7 separate regions of the Mus musculus genome follow, and regions 1, 2, 3, 5, 6 and 7 are each linked to region 4. Evidence: chromatin contacts called from public Hi-C, HiCAR-type, HiChIP or PLAC-seq and promoter capture Hi-C data. All regions are on one chromosome and are shown on one strand. The core of a region is the stretch at or near the end of the contact, and the rest is flanking DNA. Distances in the headings are between cores, read along the strand shown.

Region 1 (2,700 bases), core at 25-2,524, 1.9 Mb after region 4:
CGCGCCAGTCGGGTGCCAGGCCACCCGCAGGCTGCGCCTGGGACCTGAGCTCCCGGGAGAGTCCGGGGTGGGGGTGGGGGGAGGGGGTCGGCACGGCTCACACGGTCCACGGTCAGGTGCGCGCGGCGTGCTCGGCGGCGGCCTCGGCTGCCCTAGCTCCTGGCCACCAGCCCGCTTCCCATGGGGTGACATCCGCCCCGCCCTCGGTCCCTCCCCAAGGCGGGCAATTCCTGGACACTGAGGCTGAGCGCTGGGGGGGGGGGGGGGGGGGGGGCTGGGAAGCCAGGACGGAAAGAAACCCCAGCCTCTGGAGAAGGCTAAGGGGGGCCGACGACTCCCTCAGCTGCGCACCGGTTCCTAGGAGCGGGCCAGGCGGGGGAGGAGGAAGAAGGCTGGGCTGGAGCGACCAAGGGGATATTCCTCTCCCGGCTTGAGTCAGACGCGGGCGGAATCCGTCCTCCCCCGTTCCCTCCCAGGAGACGGGAACTTACTTCATTTCCCTGGGGCAGGTTCGCCCACGTTACCAACTCTTCCCCCCCCCCCTCCAGCTCCCCGGTTCCTTCCAGCTTCCGTGCCCCCCACCCAGCTGGGCAGGACTCTGGCTGCGCTGCCACCCCCTCTTTCGGGGAAAGGAGGCCGCAGCCGCAGACACCTGGGGGCCCGAGGTTTGGAGGGGGGGGGGGCACTTCGCAGCCGCCAGAGCGTTGTCCAACACGTGAGGCTCATGTGATGAAGCCGGGGGAGGGCGGGCAGGTCGCTCCTTCCCTCCCCGGCAGCGGCCAGACGTGCTTGGAGTCACAGGGTAGAACACGTAGCTTCTACCCACCCACTCGCTCCCATTTAACCCAGCCCGCAGCCTCTCCTTACTCCTCGGCTCGTCCCCTCCAGCAACTCCCCCCCCCCCGCCCCGCCCGCTCCGCCCTGAGCAACCCCCCCTTCCCTCCCGCCTCTCCGCCCGCCCCACTTCTCATTCACTTGGCTCGCACGGCGCAGACAGCGCAGCGAGCACACACCGCCAGTCTGTGTGCAGAGCGGGAGCCAGAAGCCGTGGGGACACCCGGCCATGCACGCCCCCAACTGAAGCGACACCTCAAAGCCGCTGCTCCTGGCATCCCAGCGCATTGCAAGGAAGCTCAGGCTAGCTCATAGGAACATACCTCTTGAGACCCTCGGATCCTCCCTTCCAGGGCAGCCCTTTCTCAGACTCTACTAAGTGCAGACAGGAGCGCACAGTGGCCCCTGCTCGCCGCATCATGGAACGGATCCCCAGCGCGCAACCACCTCCTACCTGCCTGCCCAAAGCTCCAGGGCTGGAGCACGGAGACCTGTCAGGGTAAGTGTGTGCTGTGATCCCTTCAAGTCTCCACTCCTAACCTTGTGTTCCGCGACACTCTCAACTTGGGGCATCTCTGAGAGTATAGGGGGCTTCTTTCACGTCTAGGGCTCCTGCAGCTAGTACGCACTCGGGAGTCACGGCTTTTTCTGACCTCTCTCCCTGCAGGATGGATTTTGCCCACATGTACCAAGTGTACAAGTCCAGGCGGGGAATAAAACGGAGCGAAGACAGCAAGGTAGGTGCATCCCTGGGAACCTCATTCCTTAGCCCCTCGTGTGCGCTGAGTTTCCAAGAAAAGTTTGCTTGTTTCAAGGTTGGCTGGGGGGTTCAAGATGAGATGAGCTCATTGCCACAAATGAGTGACTTGGGAAAGAAGGGGCAGAGAAGGTGAATCTGGGTGCGTCTCTGCGCCCTCGCAGAATTTTTCCCCCCTGCTACCGGTTGGGAAGGAAGGGAGGAAGCTTCGTTCCCTTCCCCGGGCACCCATTGCTTCCATGTATTCCATGCAGGAAACTTACAAACTGCCGCACCGGCTGATTGAGAAAAAGAGACGTGACCGGATTAACGAGTGCATTGCCCAGCTGAAGGATCTCCTACCCGAACATCTCAAACTTACTGTAAGTGAGAAGCTGGCTGCGCTCCAACCCAGTTCTTCTGCCCAGAGGGCGGATGGTGGGGTGGGGGTGTCTCTCGCCGCCTGCAGGCGTCACGGGGAACTGCATGCTAGACGGGCGGATCAAAGCTTCTGGTTTGGAGGGAACCCATCCCCAGACCCAGAACTTCCTAAGCAGAGGCAGAACCAGAACCATCTGGGGCCTCTTTAAGTTGGCTTCAACACTAACACAGCTTCCTTTTGGTAGTTTTTTTTTCTCTCTCTCACCACCTTGTAGTCTCCCTGACTTAAAGAAGCAAACCACGAAATTAAAAACTTAAGCCTTGTCCGCTTTTCATTTACAATAGGACCTACTTTATTTAATGTGTGCCTTTTTTTTTTTTCGTCATAATCTTTACTGGTAGCCAAAAGCTTTTTAGCTTTTCCTTCGGGAAAAGTATTTGGAAAGGAAGACAAAAAGCCAGCATGACTGGAAGTTCTGAACAAGTGTCAGGGGGGAAAGAAAGAAAGAAAGAAACGCAACACATTGGGAAAGCCACTTGGTTGCCAGACACAGTAGACATCCCTCCCTGGGTTGACACCACAGCAGATAAATGTTATCCCCGGAGTCCCCTAAGTTAAGGTCAGGGCAGCTGCTGGAGAAATATATCTGTCAGCTCACTCCCTAGACTGTAACAACTACCAAAATGCCTCCAAAGATAGACAACACGTGTCTGGCTTTTTTTTTTTTTTAAGCTTTTGATCATCTATG
Region 2 (2,700 bases), core at 200-2,699, 1.4 Mb after region 4:
AATTGAGACTAGACAAAATGTTACTTCTCTGTTCTTGAATTCTACCTAGCTTTTATTCAGACTTATTTCAATGAAAAGCTAAGAAGGAAGGAAAAAAGAAGGAAGGGAGGGAGGGAGGGAGGGAGGCAGGCAGGCAGGCAGGCAGGCAGGCAGGCAGGCAGGCAGGCAGGCAGGCTGGCTGGCTGGCTGCCTTGGACCCTTTGTTACAATGAATCTTCAGCTGTTCCCAACACTAGCTCAGGAATATGCATAATGTCCACATGATTGGGACATGTTTGTGGAGCCATTAAGGGTCTAGCCCAAGGCAGTGTAACCAGTGTCTGAGCATTTCAAGTTGGGTGTGAGCTGAAAGTCTCTGGTTCCTCAGCCTGGGCTCCGAGACACGACAGCCTGCGAGTCTAGCTCTTGCAATGAGCATGGGAGAAGCGTTACTTTCCTCTGTGAGTTGGACTGAGGCCCAGTGCATAGCTATGGATTTGAGGGCTAAGCCTCTGGCCTTTTTCCTTTTGCCAGACCTTTGTTCTCCTTTTCTAGAGTGCTTGCAGAATGTCAGTCCCTCTCTGAGGGGTCTTGGAGATTTAATAAGCTGTCTTAATGGGGGAAGGACTGAAGTGTTTTATATTTGGTCCATCCACTTTGTAATTAGCCTTGAAACTTCCTGGCAACGTTGGTAGGTGTCTCCACCAGGAGTGGCCTATTTCAGGGTCAGTGATACAAATAGTCAAAACCTACTTACTGGATCATAGACTTGCTTGTGGTTTAGGCCTAGGTAGGACACTGAGAAAAGGATGTCATGTGAGGCCAGAGCTGGAGGCTGGTTGGCTACTGCAAACGGCTTCATTATCTTGGAGAAACCACCGTGTCTTTATGTGTCTGTTTCCCCATTCGTTAAGTGCAGGTTTAGTGAAATATCTCCCCATATCCATTCCAGCTCTAGACACTGCAGCCGGCCGGGACTGGAAATGGGCAGGTTCATATTTCACAAGAAAGCATTGGTATTCAGGAGCCTGGAGCTGCCTAGAAGTAGATCTCCTTTTCCCTGGGATTACAAGTTGTCTCTGTCTAGATAAAAAGGAAACAGACAGACTTTCACCCTGAGGCCAGAAGGAGACACAGCCAGGATCTTGGGTCACAAAGGTCTTTCAGGGTGACTCTAACAAGCCTGCTGGCTTAGCTTTCTTTCAAACCCTGTTCCTTTGCTGCACATTGTTTTAATTGTTGCTAAGCAACATTCTCTCCTACCCCCCCCCCCCCTTCTTTTTGGCAAGGCATCCAAGGAATGAACCCATATCTTATTTAGTTTTAAATACCCACATGCAAAGGGGAGGGCCTAACTTAAATTTTGTTTGTTCTTCTGATTTTAATCCATGACAGGAATGCAGAGCTTACTCTTTGCCTGTCTTGTTAGGTAAGGGAAAAAAAAACCCATCAGTCTGTTGAAGGTACGCGTCAGAATCATGCCGTGGGGCATATTGAAGATATTGCCTATGTGTGAAGCTGCCTTGCAGGAGAGGCTCTTGCAACGTGTTCTTTATTCACAAAGTCAATTCAAATTTAATGAAAAGATTAGTAGGTTTTTATAATCTTCATTTCAGATTTGCTGGCTTATCTCAATCTTGCACCAACAGACTCCATTGAAAGGGAACAAAGCTGTAATTTAAATCAATTCCCTGGGCAACCTAGAATGCTTCCAGGGTGTTACACAATCAGTGGGGCTGGTTCCTGTAGCTTGATTATTGCAGGAGTCCCACACACTTCTTCCAGTAGCTCCCCGTGTGTTTCTGCCCACTTTCTTGACGATATGAGATGTGTGCCTGTGGCCTCTCGTATAATGAATGGACACAAGTACTCTCCTGCTCTGAGTCCATTTATTTTTGAATATTTGAGTCACCCTTGGCAAATAGAACTCAAGTGTCTGTTTCACATTCACTTACCCTAATAGTTAATTTACTTGTTAATGGGATTAATTTTCAGCTGTTTTATCCTGAAAATGTTCCCAGCAAAATAAATATGATTACCGTGTCCTCTAATTCAATCCCGCTGATGTGATGTGGCTTCTTCCATTCTAGAACAAATGGATTTTGAAATCCCAGCCAGAAGTAATTGGGTCAATTGTCATATCATTGTATGGTCCTTCTGACAGCAGAATGTAGTGCTTGATTAAGGACTTTTCTTTTGGCAAAGGGTTTTTATAGTCCTGTCTTAAGGGCATCAATGAAGATGAACATGCGGTGAATCACTTGAGCCTATGATAACTTTGTCTCTTCCTCGTTTGCCAAGTGAGAAAATCGGACTGGGATAACTAGGGTGCTGGAGACAGAGAATGATGCTGTGTCAGAATTGGGATTGGATTGTACCCAAAGCTTCCCTTTGTTCTTTGGGGTCATGGATTAAAGCAAAATAAAGTTTTGTCCCGTTTTCCTGTGTTAATAACCTGCCTTCTGTAAACACAAATAGGTGGTTGTGAATACTTTGTTCAGTCTTTACTTAAATTAGTTAAATCAATTTATTGAATCTTATAGTTTCCTTTATATACATCTGTTTATTTAGTCTTAGAACAATTCTAGAAGGAAGTTGCTCTTCTATGGATGGAGACGCTGATATACAAGAGGTACAGTGCTTGGTTTAAGGTCATACAGCTAGCAATGATAGAACCAGAATGGAAATCCAAGCAGTCTGGCCCCAACACAACTACTTTGC
Region 3 (2,700 bases), core at 171-2,670, 1.4 Mb after region 4:
AGGATTCTCTGGGTACACAGTAGAAGTATATATTTACAAAGGCTTTCTTTGAAAAGTGCCCGATAACCTTCACCCCCAAAATAGCCTCTCAATAGTGTAGCTACCAATAAATAAATAAACAAACAAACATCACTCAAGAGATATTACAGAATGTCTAAAATAGGTTAGGCACTGGGATGGGAGGAGGGGGGCAAATCCATAGAGAATAAATCAGATCTAAAACTCTTTCCATCATCAAGTAGGTAACAGAAAAACAACACTGCACTGCAGTAAGCAAAATAGACAAGTGGCCACTGGGCAACTGCCCTCCAAAAAATGCTGTGGGGATTTATAGACAAGCATCTTTAGTTGTCGCACTGCTACCTACCACTGAGTCAATCTATGGAAATATTGAAAGGGAGGGAAGACCCACAGGAGATGTTACCCCTCACCAACTCCTGAACTTAAGTGCCAATTAACATAGAGGAAAGAAAAGAGACCTGGGAAACAAGGATAGACTGGATAGGAGTACAAAAGAAAAGTGTTATTCAGAGGGCCTGGGGTGAATTCCCTAAAGCTAGCAAGTAGAATGAAGGTCCATTTCTATATTCACTGTTTTCATCCGTACATACTAACATCTAACACACCTATGCACTACACAAAGACATAAATAAAAGCAATAAAGTACACTCGGCTCCATACTTCTTTGCAGTCGGAGTGCTAAGCACTACAGAATAAATACAAGTCTGCGAGCACAGTGAGTTTAAGGCAGTGTTGGAGACTCAGGCTCCACAGGTACTAAAACTAGAACTTAAACCCGAATCCATCAGACTTTTCCTGGAGCTCTGCAGCAGGAGGGCGGAGTGGAGGAAGGGGGAAGTGGGCAAGAAGAGGTAAGAAAGAATGGACAGCACTCTTCAAGCTAAGCTCTCTTAAGTTTTAGTGATAAACACAGCCACAAACCCCTGCCCATCTCCCAGTGGGGGGGGGGGGGGCAGGGGGGAGGACATCTGTCAAATGAGATCTGTAGCTGAGAGACTTGGGATGTGGTTCGACCCTTTCCAGGAGTTCCGAATCCCCCCTCTTCTGGCCCAGCGAGGCCTCATGCCGTAGCCAACGACACCCACACGCCCCAGGAATGGAAGGCGCACCTTGGTGAGCGCGAGCGGTCGCGGGCCTGAGGTCAGGCCCGGGGCGTTCGCCTCCCGGGAGTAGCGCTGCGCCGCCGCCGAGCTGCCATGGGCCCCGGCCCTCTGGGGCGTTCCGCAGCCGCACGAGCCCGCAAGGGACGCCGCACCTTCCCTGGCCTCGGCCTCATCGCTTCCCGCCACCTCGCACGCCAACACCAGCAGCAAGAAGACTCGCGCCAGTCTGATGCAGCAGCGGAGAGCCGGCTCTCGCGCGGGCGCAGCCATGTTGTTCCCGGAGTCATGTGACCCATGGAGATCACGTGACCTGTGGTGCTTAAAGCAGCGGCTTTGGCTGACATAGGTAATAAATAATAGCCTGAGACTGCTTCCAGGTAGTTAGCCAGAGTTTGCCTGCTAATGTTAAAAGCATGCAAACCACAACAAAGCTCTATGATATTCAAGGCCTTCCGCAGACAATGTGCCCCTCTCTAGTTTCGTGGTTGAAAGCTAGTTGAATTTATTCAGCATTTGCTGAGCACCACTACCTTACTACATAAACACTCATTTTTTTTTTTAAGTACTTAGTTCTCGTGATGCTGCTACATTGTGTTGACAGGACAATTAAGTGGTCTGCTCAAATCACGTATCAAACATGTCAAAACCAAAATCTAACTCCAAGGTATCTAACCAGAAACCCTGAATTTTGAGCTCTATAAGCAATTCAGAAATTGGACTTAGGAAAGTGAGCATAGTGAAAAAGACCAGTGAGTAGAGTTAGGTAAATCTAGACTATGAGATTGTATAAAATAACACTTCGCAAAGTTTGGACTGATAGGTTATTTCTCCACTGGTAAAATAGACCAATAAATGCCAAATTAGAATATATTGAAGATAGGTTTATTGGGAAGCTGCTCTTGAGTGAGTTCACTGGCCCCCAAGGACCAAGGCCAGAAACATCACCAAGGTGGGGGGTGGGGAGAAAGAGAGAAAGGGCACACAGGGCAGAGAGAGAAAGTGAAAGAAAATTAAAATTCAAGGTCCATGACTCATGCGGCTTGCTAGTTAGGAGGGCTTTTTGGGCCTAAGACAAAGAACAAAGGCTGTAAAGTCATCCCAGGAACCAACTAGCCATAAAGATAGGGAAGACATACAAGAATGTCCGGACTGGCCTGGCGCCTCCCTATCTCCAACCCCCACCTATGTTCTTTCAAGAGGAGGAAGAGGAGGAGGAGGAGGTGAAAGGGGAGAGGAAGGGGAGAGAGGGAGAGAGAGAGGGGTAGAGAGAGAGAGAGAGGAACAAATGTCTGGATTATATAGGGAAGAGCAGGCAGCCAGGGGCCTACTTGGGGACAGGGTATGCCCAGTAGGAACCTAAGTATGCTGGATTAACCTGGAGGCCAGGTCTGCTTTGATTGTAAAATATGCACCTCAGTCCCTTGTCCCGGGTCCAAAGCCAAACCTGGACCATAGCAACAGTAAGAGCATCACCTGGTAACTTACTGGAAAGACAACACTTGCTAAGAGAGATGGTTTTAGCCATGGAAGAGGAGTGACTGCTCTTCCAGAGGACCAGAGTTCAATTCCTACCATC
Region 4 (2,700 bases), core at 106-2,605:
TACACTACCACCAAGGAACACATTCACACCTGAAGCACACCTTCTGAGGCAACAAACTGAAACCTGAAATTATTTCTTCACACCCCACACAAAAAAGTTCCTAACTGAAATGACTAAGGATGCACGGTTTCAACAATGTAGGACTAACCTAGTCCACAAATGAACCCTAAGTGAATCTCCATCACAAGATTTTCAAATCCCACAATAATCCCTACCCATGAAAATCACAGCAGGAGTTGGAGACATAGCTCAGAGGATTTGGGAGTGCCTGGTATCCAATCCAGCAAAAAACACAAACCCAGTACACCCAGCAGCAGTTGCTTATATGGCTCTAAATGAACTGCACCTGTGATTGTAATTATTCTCAATAGCCTTATCCTAACTGTGACCCTCCTAAAAGTAGCCGACTGATGTTTTTCCTACAAACAAGGTTAACAGACTGCATGGCTTTTAACTACAACCAAAAGGCTCTGGCAATAGTCTGTGTTTCTACAGCATTCTAAGAACAGTCCGTACCACTAGTTCATCCACTTTCAGCATTCAATACTGCAACATAAGTTGTCATAAACCATAAAGGCATAAAGTAAGCAGGAGAAATCGGTAATACCGTTCTCCTGAGTACCCTAAAAGTAGGCATATTATTTGCAGACCTGAGAAAAACCGCTAAATAACTACCTCCACAGAGAGATAGCTAAGAGATACCAGCTGTGGTGGCAGATCAGTACACCGCGCAGCCCTATCTGCAACTGTGTGACCTTCCACGTCACTGGATGGTATACATTTAACAACCCGTCGATAAGTTTCTCCTCCATAAGCAAGGCTCTGGACAGATGACAGGTGTAATAATAAAAGCAGAAATGCACGCAAAGCATTCACTGCGGGGCCCACGACGTGCAAATGCCTACTGCATGTTAGCTGTCAGTCTTATGAGAAAGCAGATGAGCAGGAAAAGTAACGGCTGCTAATGTCACCCGGTTCTCAACTTCGCCTACTCCCACAAAATTTTCAGGGAGGCCGGCTTGGGAGAAAGATGGAAAGGAATGGGGGTCCCTGCTCTGGGAAACCAAAGTCCGTGGCCCCAACATCCCCGACAGCCCAGGAGACAGGCCGGGAGGAAAGCGCAGAGCTGCGGAGGGCGAGGCTCACACGGGAGGCTTCCCACCGGCCGCTGCGCCCGAGTAGCTGTCCCCGTCCTCCCTGCGGGATCGGCCCCGGTCCTCGGTCTCCACCCACGGCCAGGCGCCCGTCCCGGAGGTTACCAGGCAGAAGCGGCAGGTGGTTTCCCATGTTGTGCGCAGCGTCCTGCTGATCTCCCTCGCCGGCCATGTCTGTTTACCCGCAAAGGAGCCTGGGAAAGGGCGGTGCCGGCACGCAGGGGGAGGGTCTGCGATACGCCGCCGCCACGCTCCCGGGCCACAGCGCCCCCTGGCGGCTCCAACGAGGCGAGCCGAGAGCGGCACAGCGGAGCCAAATGAAGAGGACCATCTTTAAGGAGGACAAGAAACCCAAAGTTATCCATGACCCACTGACCCCACACAAGTTACACAGCTCCCTTCTCAGCCACAAAGACGTTTTGACAGGTGGGAAACCCAAGTCTGTGTTTTTAGTGTCCACTTGGAGCAAACACGTCCTTATACAGCATCCTCTTTTGTCTGGAAGTATGGACTGTTCCAGGGGCCGTTGGAATATAGCAGATTTTTAAAACGATTTCAGTAGCCCTCGGATATAGCCCCAAATTAACATGTATCAGTATGAAGCAAAGATTTGCAAGGACAAAAAAGGCTGATAATCACCTGGAAAATAAAACTGTCAGTATATAAACTAGCCTAGTCATAATGGCTTCACTAAGAGAAAAATGGATCAATGTATGGTAAAAAACAATTACAACATGCTAAAAGAAAGAGAATTGTCTAGCACTGGAGTTGTGGATGGATTTTTTTTTTCCAATTTTAAGAGTGTATACAATATATTTCTAACACGTTTTCACTGAAGAAAAGAAAATAATGGAATGACAAACGATATCTAAAGAAGGAAGTAGTGGTAGTAGGCAGAGAATAAGAGGAAGGAAAAAAAAGTAAACTAATGAATCTGAGGTTTGAAGACATTTTTACCCCAAGAAAAAAATGCTGCATTAAAAAAAAATTCACAACCCAAAAACACGTTGGAATGGTAACTGGATCCGATAGGCGTTTCCTATGGTGACCAACACATAGGCCAGATTAGACCAGATTAAAAGTAGGTAAAGGCATAGTTATCAGGAGGCAGCTCTAAGGGGAGTTCGCTGGTCTCACAGGTGGAGGTCAGTGAAGTCAAACACCCAGGTTTAAGCAACGTGACTTTATAGAGTTTTGGTGAGGAGTGATTACTTGTTGGTTAGGAGATGGGGTTGTTGCCCATACCTGGTTAAAAACTGATCCCCTGGCAGCCACTCTTGGGTGGGTTCCAGGAAATGCTGACATGTTAGCCCGGAGTTTTCTCCAAGACAGAGGTGGAGTTTTCACTCCGCGGTTGGGGATCAGGGAAGGAGAGTAGACTGGGTTTCCCAGCTTGTACAGGGGAAGAGCAGGGGTTCAGCCTAACACTATCAATTCCATATCACTCAGCCTTCTGTCCCTGAGTCACTCTGGCCTTGGCCAAGTCACTTTTATATCCCCAGGACTCAGTTTACCCAATGTTAAAACCAGAACGCAAATGTCCCAG
Region 5 (2,700 bases), core at 43-2,542, 1.5 Mb after region 4:
CCCCTTCCATCCCCGTAATGAGCTTTCTGATGTAGCAACGTTGGAACGCGCCAGAGAAGTAGCTGGGTAGTTTACAGCCTGAGGGCTGGGTTTCCGCTGAGAGTGAGACACCTCCTACCTCCCTCAGTGTGTCCAGGGTGAGCCAGCTGACCCAGTTTTGAGTCTATTTAGGAGATAGATGGCCACTTTCTCCTCTCCCACCAGCCTGTATATCTTGCTGCTTCTGCCTTCGGTCAGGGTCAAGATGCAGATAGCCTTGAGCATCTTCCTACACTGCTGAGGTTGGCAAGATTCTTTCCAGACTCCCGAAACATAACTAATGCCGGAGAATGAGTGAGAGAGGGCATTGCACAGAAAGGAAGTGGATAGGCCGGACTCTGGTCCTGGAAGGCAGACACTGTTAACTAGGTGACAGACTGTTTTCTGAGCACTTAACCCTTTACAAACCTCTCTTCCCGACTGATGGTTTGTTAATGGTTTGTTACAGTTTCCAGTGAGCCGCTTTGCTTTTAGAAATCTACATGGCTCAAGGAGAGGAAAAGCAGGGCTAGGTTTTTCTGGAAAAATCTATGGAATGTGCTCTCTTCCCATCTGTCTGGGTGCTTCTGTCTTCTCTTGTCATATGCCCACACTCTGGCTTGGTGACATTTCTAAAAACCCACAGGAGACAGTGGCAGAATCTAAGCTTGAACCCTGTATTAGAGAGTTTTGTTTTCCTCCCCCACAGCCAACCTTTATTATAACAATAGCAATCATCCCCTCTGCTATTTATTGTAAATTTTCTCAGCATATAAAGGACTCTTGGCATAAGGGAGGAGGAAAATATAGTTTAAAGAACCGAGTTGTTTCTTCTATAAGGAGAGTTCCTAAAACATGAACTTTGGACTTAGTTTGGAAGAAAAAAGAAAAAAACAGTGAAATAAACACTTAGATGAAATCAGCCTTGTAAATGTTTTTATTTGAAAGATGGAAATTGATTGTGTAGGTTCATATGTAACACCGAGGTCCTATAGAAGCTGTAGACTATGAGTCTGTACTTGGGGATTTGAAAAAAAGCAGTTACTTTTGAATTCTAGTGCCAGACTCTGCCCGTTTGCACAGTTTCACAGGGTCTGTGCACAGCAGCGCACAGTGTCTGAAGGTTCCCAGGCCAAGCCTGTTCCCCGGCTGGAAACAGCGCACCCCGGCTTCTCCTTTGGCTCCCTCCGTGTTTTCGCTTTTGTAGCTCTTAGCATTTTCTCTTCCTGTCCACAATCCAGACAGTCCAGGCTCGAGTTGGGGTGTGTGTCCCTGTCCCTTATCCGGCTGCTCCGAGGAAGAGCCTCCCTGGCCTTTTGCTTTCATTTGCCTTATATGGTCAGCTGTGGAGTTCGTTATTCCTGGAAAGGGCCTTTTCACTGTTTCAAGCACTATTGCCCTCCACCATCTCCTGAGGAGAACTAGAGCTTGCTGGAAGCTTGGGGTTCCTGGTTCTAATGGGGATCCTAATGGATTCTCACTGGTTCCAGGGCAGGTGATGTTTGGACCTCAGGCTAATGAGATGTTTAACAATAGGTGTATAGTTAAGAATAAACTTCCTTTTGAAACCAGGGACTCCAGAGTGTTCCGGTGTTTTGTTTGTTTGGTTTCTGTTGTTGTTTGTTTGTTTGGTTTCTGTTGTTTGTTTGTTTGTTTTTCCTTTCTTCCGAGCCCCAAGTGGGCTGGTCCTTCTCATTTCCCAGGATCCTGCTGCCTAGATTGCCTTTCCCCTCGTTATTCTCTCTGGCTCTGCTTCTTGGAGGGCTTTATCTACCACAGGATAGATGACATTGATTTCAGTCAGATCCATGTCCTCAGTTATCTTCTGAAGTACGGCTTCCGGTGTCATAAAGAAACAGTCATCTTAGTGGTTCCCACTCAGGCGGCTGCCCCTCCCCTTCCTGCTCCTCTTCCTGGTGGGATCTAGCCTCCCGACCTGGGCAAGCCGAGCAGCAGCACTTTAAAAATAATTAGACTGAACACAAGAGTGACAAGAAGGTGTGGTTTATCTTTCAGGCCATGGTTAGTTTGTGCTTTAGCCTAAAAAGGAAGTTTGTAGTGTGTTGAATGCAAGTTAGATGTTTCTGGATGAAAGGTGGAGCTGAAGATGAGGGTGGAGTTAATGGAGTAGTCCTTGCTCCTGGCTCAGACAGGAACATTTCTCTAAAAAACTTTTATTTATTTTTAAAAAGGGAAGTTGAATTTGGTAATGGTTTGAGGCGGCTGCCTAGCTACCCTGAGACCGGTTTTTCCCTCCCATCTTTCATGGCCTGCCTCTCCATGGTGGTGAGGATTGGGCAAGCTTTGAAGTCACTTTCGTTTTCTAGAACTTGTTGGTGAAGCCTACCCCCCACACCCCCTACCCCCGGTCACCCCTCTTTTTTTAAAGCATGCCTACATTTCTCTCTTCCAGCTCTGCCTGTCCAAAATGACTTCCCTCTTTTCCCAAATCCCCAGCAGTTCACTGTCTGGCAAAGGAGTGACATCTGGCAGCTTGCTAGGGTAGAGGGAGAGAGATGTAGAAGGGAAGACTGCACGTGTTCAATACCACAATTACCCTGAGCTCCATGCTGTCAGGATGTATTACCCACCCACCCAAGCCAGGGGGGGGGCACACTGGAGTGACCCACCTGCACGATTGTGTGTGCGTGCCTGTGTGCCTGCTTGCCTGCGTGCCTGCTT
Region 6 (2,700 bases), core at 166-2,665, 2.0 Mb after region 4:
TAGCTACACTTTTGGTTTTAAATGAACTTCTTAAGTGTACAGCAAGTGAAAGTAAAAGGATAAATAGCAAGTAGTAGACTGGTAGCCCCACTCCATCAAACTGCAAGGTCACAACATCCAGCAGAGATGACTAGAGTAGCTGATGGAGAGAGCTAACAAAGAAAGCATCCATTAAGTTAGAGATTTACAAATATGAAGCAGAAATCAACTGGGGAAGTTGGGGCAGCCAGCTGGAGTTCCTTTTTAAAAATATATTTTCAGTTAAAATATAATTCCATCATTTCCCCCTCGCCCCAGGCACACCATCCTTCAAAGTCCAAACCACTTCACTGTCCTTCCCCATTCAGGGTCTTTTCCTGGAATGTGCTTCTACCAAACGTCAGCCTGCTTCTCCTTCTCACTTCCCTCAAGCCTTTCCACTCAGGACCACCTGACTTAAAGACAAGCAGGCCGGCTCCAGCTTCTTCTCTGTTCCTCTTCTTTATAGTGTTAAGTACCACGTGGCATTTTCTCGTTTGTTTGCTGTATATGTTCTGTTCTCCACACTGGACTGTAACCCGCAGGAGGGCAGGGATTTTGCTGTCACTAATGTTTTGCTGTGTTAGAAACAAACCCTGTGTCTTTCACATGCTGGGAAAGAAATTTTCCCTATTAATTAATTCATTTATTTATTCACTTTACATTCGGATCACTGCCTCTGCCCCATCCTCCCTTGAGCCCTAGTTAGACCCAGAGTGCTCCATACAGGCCAGGCAAGCATTCTACCACTGGGTTACATCCCCATCCCAGATTCTGATTTTTTTTTTTTTTTATTCCGTGTTCAATTCCTCCGAGTATTAACTTTTTCCTTCAGGGTACATTGCCAATGAACAATTATAGGAAAATTCAATCAAAAAGTGAACGAGGACCAACTCTTTGTTTTTTTTTAAAGATTATTATTATTTATGTGTTTCGTTGTGGGAGTATGCGCATATGTTTGCAGAATGTACAAGGTCAGAAAGCCCTAGATCTGGATCCCCCAGAGTTGAAGTTACAGGCTGATGAGGGCTGCCAGGTGTGGGTGCTGGGTCCTGAACTTGGGTCTTCTGAAAGAGCCTCAAGCACTTTTAACCACCGAGTCATTTCTGTAACCCCACCTTCTGTGTTTATTGAACTCTTGATCCTCCTGCCTCCACCTCTCAAGTACTGAAATTGTTGACATGCGTTTGCTGGGAGACCCATAATTTGGGGGGAAAAAAAAAAAGAAAGAAAGAAAAGAAAAGAGGAAAGGCATGTGACAAGTGAATTGGCACCAAGGCGAGGGAAGGGTGTGTCGTGGGATTCACCATCAGGTGGCGATGTCGCCGGAGGGCGCTGGGAGTCTACGGGACCGCGCCGCTCTTTCCGTGCGCTTCCGCGCCTGCGCTGGGCCAGGCGTGGGGGGGGTAGGGCGAGTCATATGACCCGCTGGGCTTCCTGGCTCCGGCCGTCGCTGCCGCCAGCCTCTGTCTGCCCGCGTCGCGCCAGGGGCCCCGCCGAAGAGCCGTTGGCGGGTTCGGGGCCGATACCCGCTCGTGGGAAAGAGTGTCCGCTGTCGTCCGCGCCCGTCCACGCTCGCAGCCGGCCGCCGCCATGCTGGCGCTCATCTCCCGCCTGCTGGACTGGTTCCGTTCGCTCTTCTGGAAGGAGGAGATGGAACTGACGCTCGTGGGGCTGCAGTACTCCGGCAAGACCACCTTCGTCAATGTCATCGCGGTGAGCAGCCCTCTGCGGGCGGCCTGGCCGGCGTCTCGCGCCTGTCACCTCCCCGAAGGCCGGGCCGGGCGATCCTGCGTGTGTGGGCCTCGGAGTTGTAGCCGGAGGGTCGGCAGCAGGAGGGTCAATTCCACGTTGCGTTTTGGTGGTGGTGGTGGGGGCTGTGCCTTTAACACGGCCTGGAAAGGGTTAATCCGAGTCTGCCACACTTGCTGCCTTTCGGGCCGTAGAGGCTGAAGGGTTAATTCCAACCTGTCACTTGTTCACCCGGACGGGTGAGCCTGGCCTTTTCCAGAACGCCTGCGAAGGGGACGCCTCTCCTAAGTCTCCACTTGGGACGATGGAGTCGCATTGTGAAAGCAGGCAACCCGTGTGGGCGCTTCTGTGAATGCCAGGGGGAGCCTCGGCGCCTCCAGTTCGCTTGGTCTTTGTCACTTGTCCATGGAGCGTCGGAGAGCAAACTGATGACCTAGCTTACTGGGGGAAGCTGTTGGAGAGACCATTCAGATCCCAGTATTTTCTAAGACAGGGAGCAAGGGCGAGGCGAGTCTCGGTTTCTCCACAGCTGATTGTGTTAAACGGGTAGATAGATGGATCTGCATTCAACATAAAGTTTGCAGGCTTTGGTCTTTAGAGAGATTTTTTTTTTTCTTCCCTCTTGCAGAAGGAATTTGTTTGGATTGGGACGTAGCTTATGGAGGCTCAGGGAAGTTGCCTAGTAAATATAATGTGAATTCGGTGGGAGAGTGGTCGTTGAGTTTTGCGTCTTTGATTGGTTGGGAAAGGAATGGGCGTGAATGTCAGTCTTTGGAGCCAAGGAGTCATTGCACAGTTTTAGGGCTGTACTTAGAGGGTTGAGCTTTACAATTGTTCTGATGAGAAGTGGCGGCAGTTCCTAGACCTTCAAGAGGATTGTTGCAATCCTCACACAGGAGACAGCTGAGCTGCCCGACTGGTTTGGCTACA
Region 7 (2,700 bases), core at 125-2,624, 1.6 Mb after region 4:
TACAGGCTCTTCCCAGCTGCCCTCTAGAATAAAATTTTAATTGACACCAGGAACAGGAGGGTGTCGGTGTTTGTGTTTGCTTCTTGGCAAGAGAGGCAGTCTCTATCTTTACCCCGACTTGATCTTGTTCACTGGAGATAGGAGAAACAAACTAGGGGTGGATGCGGGGGTGAGGGTGGGGTGGGGATAGAAAAACTACCTGCACTGTGTGTGTGAAGCTTCATGGATTGCTACATTTGTGTGCTTGGGACTATACATCCCCCCAAAATCTTGGACTGATGACAAAGGCCAGTCAGTTATCAGAAGGGCCAGGGCCACAGAGTATTGGTATCCTATGGTTCTGACAGTTGCCAGGGGTAACTATACAGAGGGAGCCGCAGATAAAGATCAAGATACAGAAAGCTCCCTCACTGGCCATAAATGGACATCAGCTGATGTTAAAGATCCTGATTTCTATCACTGGAAGCATCTGTTAGGTTCCAGGTACTATGTTAAGGGTTTGATACAATGTGCCTCCAAAAACATAGTATCTGCCGTGCTGGAGACTCTGCTAGAGACCATACAAATTAATGGAAAAGTTACCCCAGCCTGTCATGCAGCATGATAGAAATACATGGAATTGTGGGGAAATGTTATCTGGGGCTTTCTCGATATGTCAGAAGGGCAAGTAGTCACTTCAGAGGTCAGGCAAGAATGCAGTGGGGAACCTCAAGGCAGGACCTACTTTTCTAAACTAGGAAGTGCCATGCCTTTTAAGAACATACTTGGGGTTTAGGCAGCAGTAGTGGATGATGGGGTGGGCCATCTAGGTTTCCTCATTTTTGTCCTTGATACTAAGTTGTGTGTTTTAAAAGTGTGTGCTGTAGTTCAACAGACATGCCCATTCCTCTTCACTTAATATGACATCCTCACTGAATTACTGTCACCCTGGTGACAGCAGGCAACTGCAACTTTGCTTTCCTGTATTGAAAAAAAAAAACAAAACAACACAACAGATATCCTTGTCACCCAGAGTAGCTGTAGCCTGATTTTATTTATTGTGACCTAAACTTCTCTCCCCTACAAGCTAGTGATGCCACAGACAAAAATGTCTGTAATATTCAGGATGTGAAGGGTGGGAGTGGGGGTAGGGGTGCAGACAGCCGCTTAGGAATTGCTAGTTTTCACCTTCAGGGGGCGCGCTCATGACGTCCGACCCGGTGGAGGCGTCCTACTTTCTTACATTGCTGCAAACTGCTGAGTTGGGAACCTGCCAACCCTCAGGCAGCCGTTACATAAGCCCTTTCTTTTTTTCCTGGAATTTAAGCTCACTGCTGATGTGCGACCTTCAGCAGTAATTGCCAATAAGTGCAGCAGGACTGTTTACTGTTAGACACTGGCAACCACAGAGCAAGCTCTGCTGTCAGCACACAGAAGCCACTGCGGAGTCTGCTGAGGGCCTTTTCAAATCTTTGGACTCTCTTTGTTATTGTTTCTGAGATTATTCCAGAATGACTGAAGTTGTGTAGTTGCGTCATGCCAGTTTGCATTTTTTAACTAACGGACCACACTACTGAGTTCTGATGAATCCTCTCTGTAAGATATGCATCAAAGTTCATGGGTGGAGCCATTTAATTTTTAACTTATCCTTATTTCTAAAAGCAAATGCAGTTAAAATGAGAATTGTATTTGTAGATGTGAATATTTAAAATTGTCCATTTAAATTCAGAAAAAAAAAAAACCTTCCATCTTTGGTTTGGGTTTTTTTTTTTAAAGATTTCTTTTCTCTCAATGAAGAGGTTTCAAAGTCTGATAAAAGATGGACCCTGACTTGCTAGCCCATTCACTCTTGTTTTGTTTCCTTTTCCCAGGGTTATAAGTAGATTGAGAAGCAACGGAGTGCTGATTTAGGGAACCAGAAATGATAAATTATTTTTGATGTACTGATATATGAGCCTATCATACATGTCTTGACTTGTGTCCAACTACTGCCAAGATGGTCCATAAGTGGACATTATATTGAAGAGAAAATGGTGGATGCTCAGAGGCCAGAGAGGGATTCCGGTTAAGGGCAGAAGAAAGCAAAGCCTATTCACAGCCATACTGTGTGCTGGTCCTATAATAGACTCATATAAAAGGGCTGGATAGAGAGAGAGAGACGGGGTCGGGAGGGTTGCTGACTCGAAAGCACCAGGAGTAACCTAGGACATATATAGGTATCTTTTCTTTAAGAAGTTCAAAGAGTGATAACAGATGTGCATCCCTCCATAAGAAATAGGGTGCCTTGTTTATATGAAGCAAGCCCACAGGCATCTTCTATGCACATATCACGTTACTTGGTTGACATCACAGTTATAATACCTTGATTATTGGCCTCATCCAACAAGGACATTGAGGGCTCAGAAACTTGAGTTACTGTTTAAGTTATTCTTAAATGTTTGTTACTCATTTGGATCTTTGTTTCTACGAAATTATGTTTTGCTGAACATCTTTGAGAGTTCTGGGGAAACTTTTAATCAAAGGGGCAATATGATGAAGCAGTCTGGGGCAGTACTCAGTTTTCAGATTCATAACTAGACGTGTTCATCATCCACCGACCAGCTGTGATTAGAGATGTCAGCAGCATGTATGATGAGGGAGAAATAAGACCTAGAATATATAGATCTTAAAATGTTATTACTTAAAATGTTCACTGGAACATCACCATTCAAGTAAAGTAAA

What was found. Promoter capture Hi-C pulls out the DNA fragments that hold promoters and counts their contacts. Hi-C and Micro-C count contacts between places; a contact is called where the count stands out from the background. HiCAR-type assays count read pairs that join an accessible place to other places. HiChIP or PLAC-seq counts read pairs in DNA pulled down with a chosen protein or histone mark. Capture Hi-C pulls out chosen DNA fragments and counts their contacts.
Region 1: a promoter capture Hi-C map of pre-B cells shows a contact between it and region 4, with 6 times the contacts expected there. The contact joins the promoter of 0610040F04Rik here to the promoter of Crbn in region 4. A contact is called at or near these places in 7 of 39 promoter capture datasets (the 3T3-L1 cell line, 3T3-L1-derived adipocytes, the C10 cell line and 4 more), 3 of 484 Hi-C or Micro-C datasets (cerebellar granule neurons and regulatory T cells), 8 of 115 datasets of contacts at active chromatin or transcription factors (astrocytes, embryonic forebrain, embryonic midbrain and 5 more) and 1 of 9 other capture datasets (liver).
Region 2: a contact with region 4 is called in a promoter capture Hi-C map of hippocampal neurons, with 6 times the contacts expected there. The contact joins the enhancer-like site here to the promoter of Crbn in region 4. A contact is called at or near these places in 1 of 39 promoter capture datasets (hippocampal neurons), 3 of 115 datasets of contacts at active chromatin or transcription factors (astrocytes, extraembryonic endoderm stem cells and large pre-B cells) and 1 of 9 other capture datasets (embryonic stem cells).
Region 3: a promoter capture Hi-C map of adipose tissue shows a contact between it and region 4, with 3 times the contacts expected there. The contact joins the promoter of Sumf1 here to the promoter of Crbn in region 4. A contact is called at or near these places in 3 of 39 promoter capture datasets (cranial neural crest, embryonic stem cells and pre-B cells), 2 of 484 Hi-C or Micro-C datasets (CD4 T cells and olfactory sensory neurons), 3 of 115 datasets of contacts at active chromatin or transcription factors (large pre-B cells, regulatory T cell precursor and thymic regulatory T cells) and 2 of 9 other capture datasets (adipose tissue and liver).
Region 5: a Hi-C map of muscle stem cells shows a contact between it and region 4, with 5 times the contacts expected there. The contact joins the enhancer-like site here to the promoter of Crbn in region 4. A contact is called at or near these places in 3 of 39 promoter capture datasets (3T3-L1-derived adipocytes, hippocampal neurons and liver) and 1 of 484 Hi-C or Micro-C datasets (muscle stem cells).
Region 6: an H3K27ac HiChIP or PLAC-seq map of thymic regulatory T cells shows a contact between it and region 4, with 13 times the contacts expected there. The contact joins the promoter of Arl8b here to the promoter of Crbn in region 4. A contact is called at or near these places in 2 of 39 promoter capture datasets (erythroid cells and pre-B cells), 2 of 484 Hi-C or Micro-C datasets (CD4 T cells and uterus), 4 of 115 datasets of contacts at active chromatin or transcription factors (astrocytes, regulatory T cells, stem cell-derived neural progenitor cells and 1 more) and 2 of 9 other capture datasets (adipose tissue and liver).
Region 7: a contact with region 4 is called in a HiCAR-type map of astrocytes, with 4 times the contacts expected there. The contact joins the enhancer-like site here to the promoter of Crbn in region 4. A contact is called at or near these places in 1 of 39 promoter capture datasets (pre-B cells), 3 of 484 Hi-C or Micro-C datasets (the HPC-7 cell line, the N1E-115 cell line and cerebellar granule neurons), 2 of 115 datasets of contacts at active chromatin or transcription factors (astrocytes and large pre-B cells) and 1 of 9 other capture datasets (embryonic stem cells).

Annotation. Positions count from the first base shown.
Region 1 is chr6:108,659,660-108,662,359 of GRCm38.p6, forward strand. It overlaps 0610040F04Rik (RIKEN cDNA 0610040F04 gene), which reads right to left and starts at 1,275. Exons shown (of 7, transcript NR_104577.1): 1 at 1,158-1,275. Bhlhe40 (basic helix-loop-helix family, member e40) reads left to right here and starts at 970. Exons shown (of 5, transcript NM_011498.4): 1 at 970-1,333; 2 at 1,502-1,571; 3 at 1,846-1,953. The coding sequence starts at 1,254.
Region 2 is chr6:108,248,357-108,251,056 of GRCm38.p6, forward strand. The region is part of intron 4 of Itpr1 (inositol 1,4,5-trisphosphate receptor 1); the gene reads left to right. Among named protein-coding and RNA genes, the nearest start is that of Itpr1, 37 kb to the left of the region's middle. Within about 2 kb of position 1,450, at least 103 of the 459 cell types and tissues checked have an H3K27ac peak or open chromatin away from gene starts, as enhancers often do. A contact at or near this core is called in astrocytes, embryonic stem cells and hippocampal neurons, where this site is marked.
Region 3 is chr6:108,184,163-108,186,862 of GRCm38.p6, forward strand. Sumf1 (sulfatase modifying factor 1) reads right to left here and starts at 1,421. Exons shown (of 9, transcript NM_145937.3): 1 at 1,131-1,421. The coding sequence starts at 1,394.
Region 4 is chr6:106,798,732-106,801,431 of GRCm38.p6, forward strand. Crbn (cereblon) reads right to left here and starts at 1,356. Exons shown (of 11, transcript NM_175357.3): 1 at 1,260-1,356. The coding sequence starts at 1,326.
Region 5 is chr6:108,305,214-108,307,913 of GRCm38.p6, forward strand. All of the region lies in intron 4 of Itpr1 (inositol 1,4,5-trisphosphate receptor 1), which reads left to right. Among named protein-coding and RNA genes, the nearest start is that of Itpr1, 93 kb to the left of the region's middle. Within about 2 kb of position 1,293, at least 214 of the 459 cell types and tissues checked have an H3K27ac peak or open chromatin away from gene starts, as enhancers often do. A contact at or near this core is called in liver and muscle stem cells, where this site is marked.
Region 6 is chr6:108,781,644-108,784,343 of GRCm38.p6, forward strand. It overlaps Arl8b (ADP-ribosylation factor-like 8B), which reads left to right and starts at 1,416. Exons shown (of 7, transcript NM_026011.3): 1 at 1,416-1,734. The coding sequence starts at 1,612.
Region 7 is chr6:108,425,712-108,428,411 of GRCm38.p6, forward strand. The region is part of intron 40 of Itpr1 (inositol 1,4,5-trisphosphate receptor 1); the gene reads left to right. Among named protein-coding and RNA genes, the nearest start is that of Gm35165, 46 kb to the right of the region's middle. Within about 2 kb of position 1,375, at least 154 of the 459 cell types and tissues checked have an H3K27ac peak or open chromatin away from gene starts, as enhancers often do. A contact at or near this core is called in the N1E-115 cell line, astrocytes and cerebellar granule neurons, where this site is marked.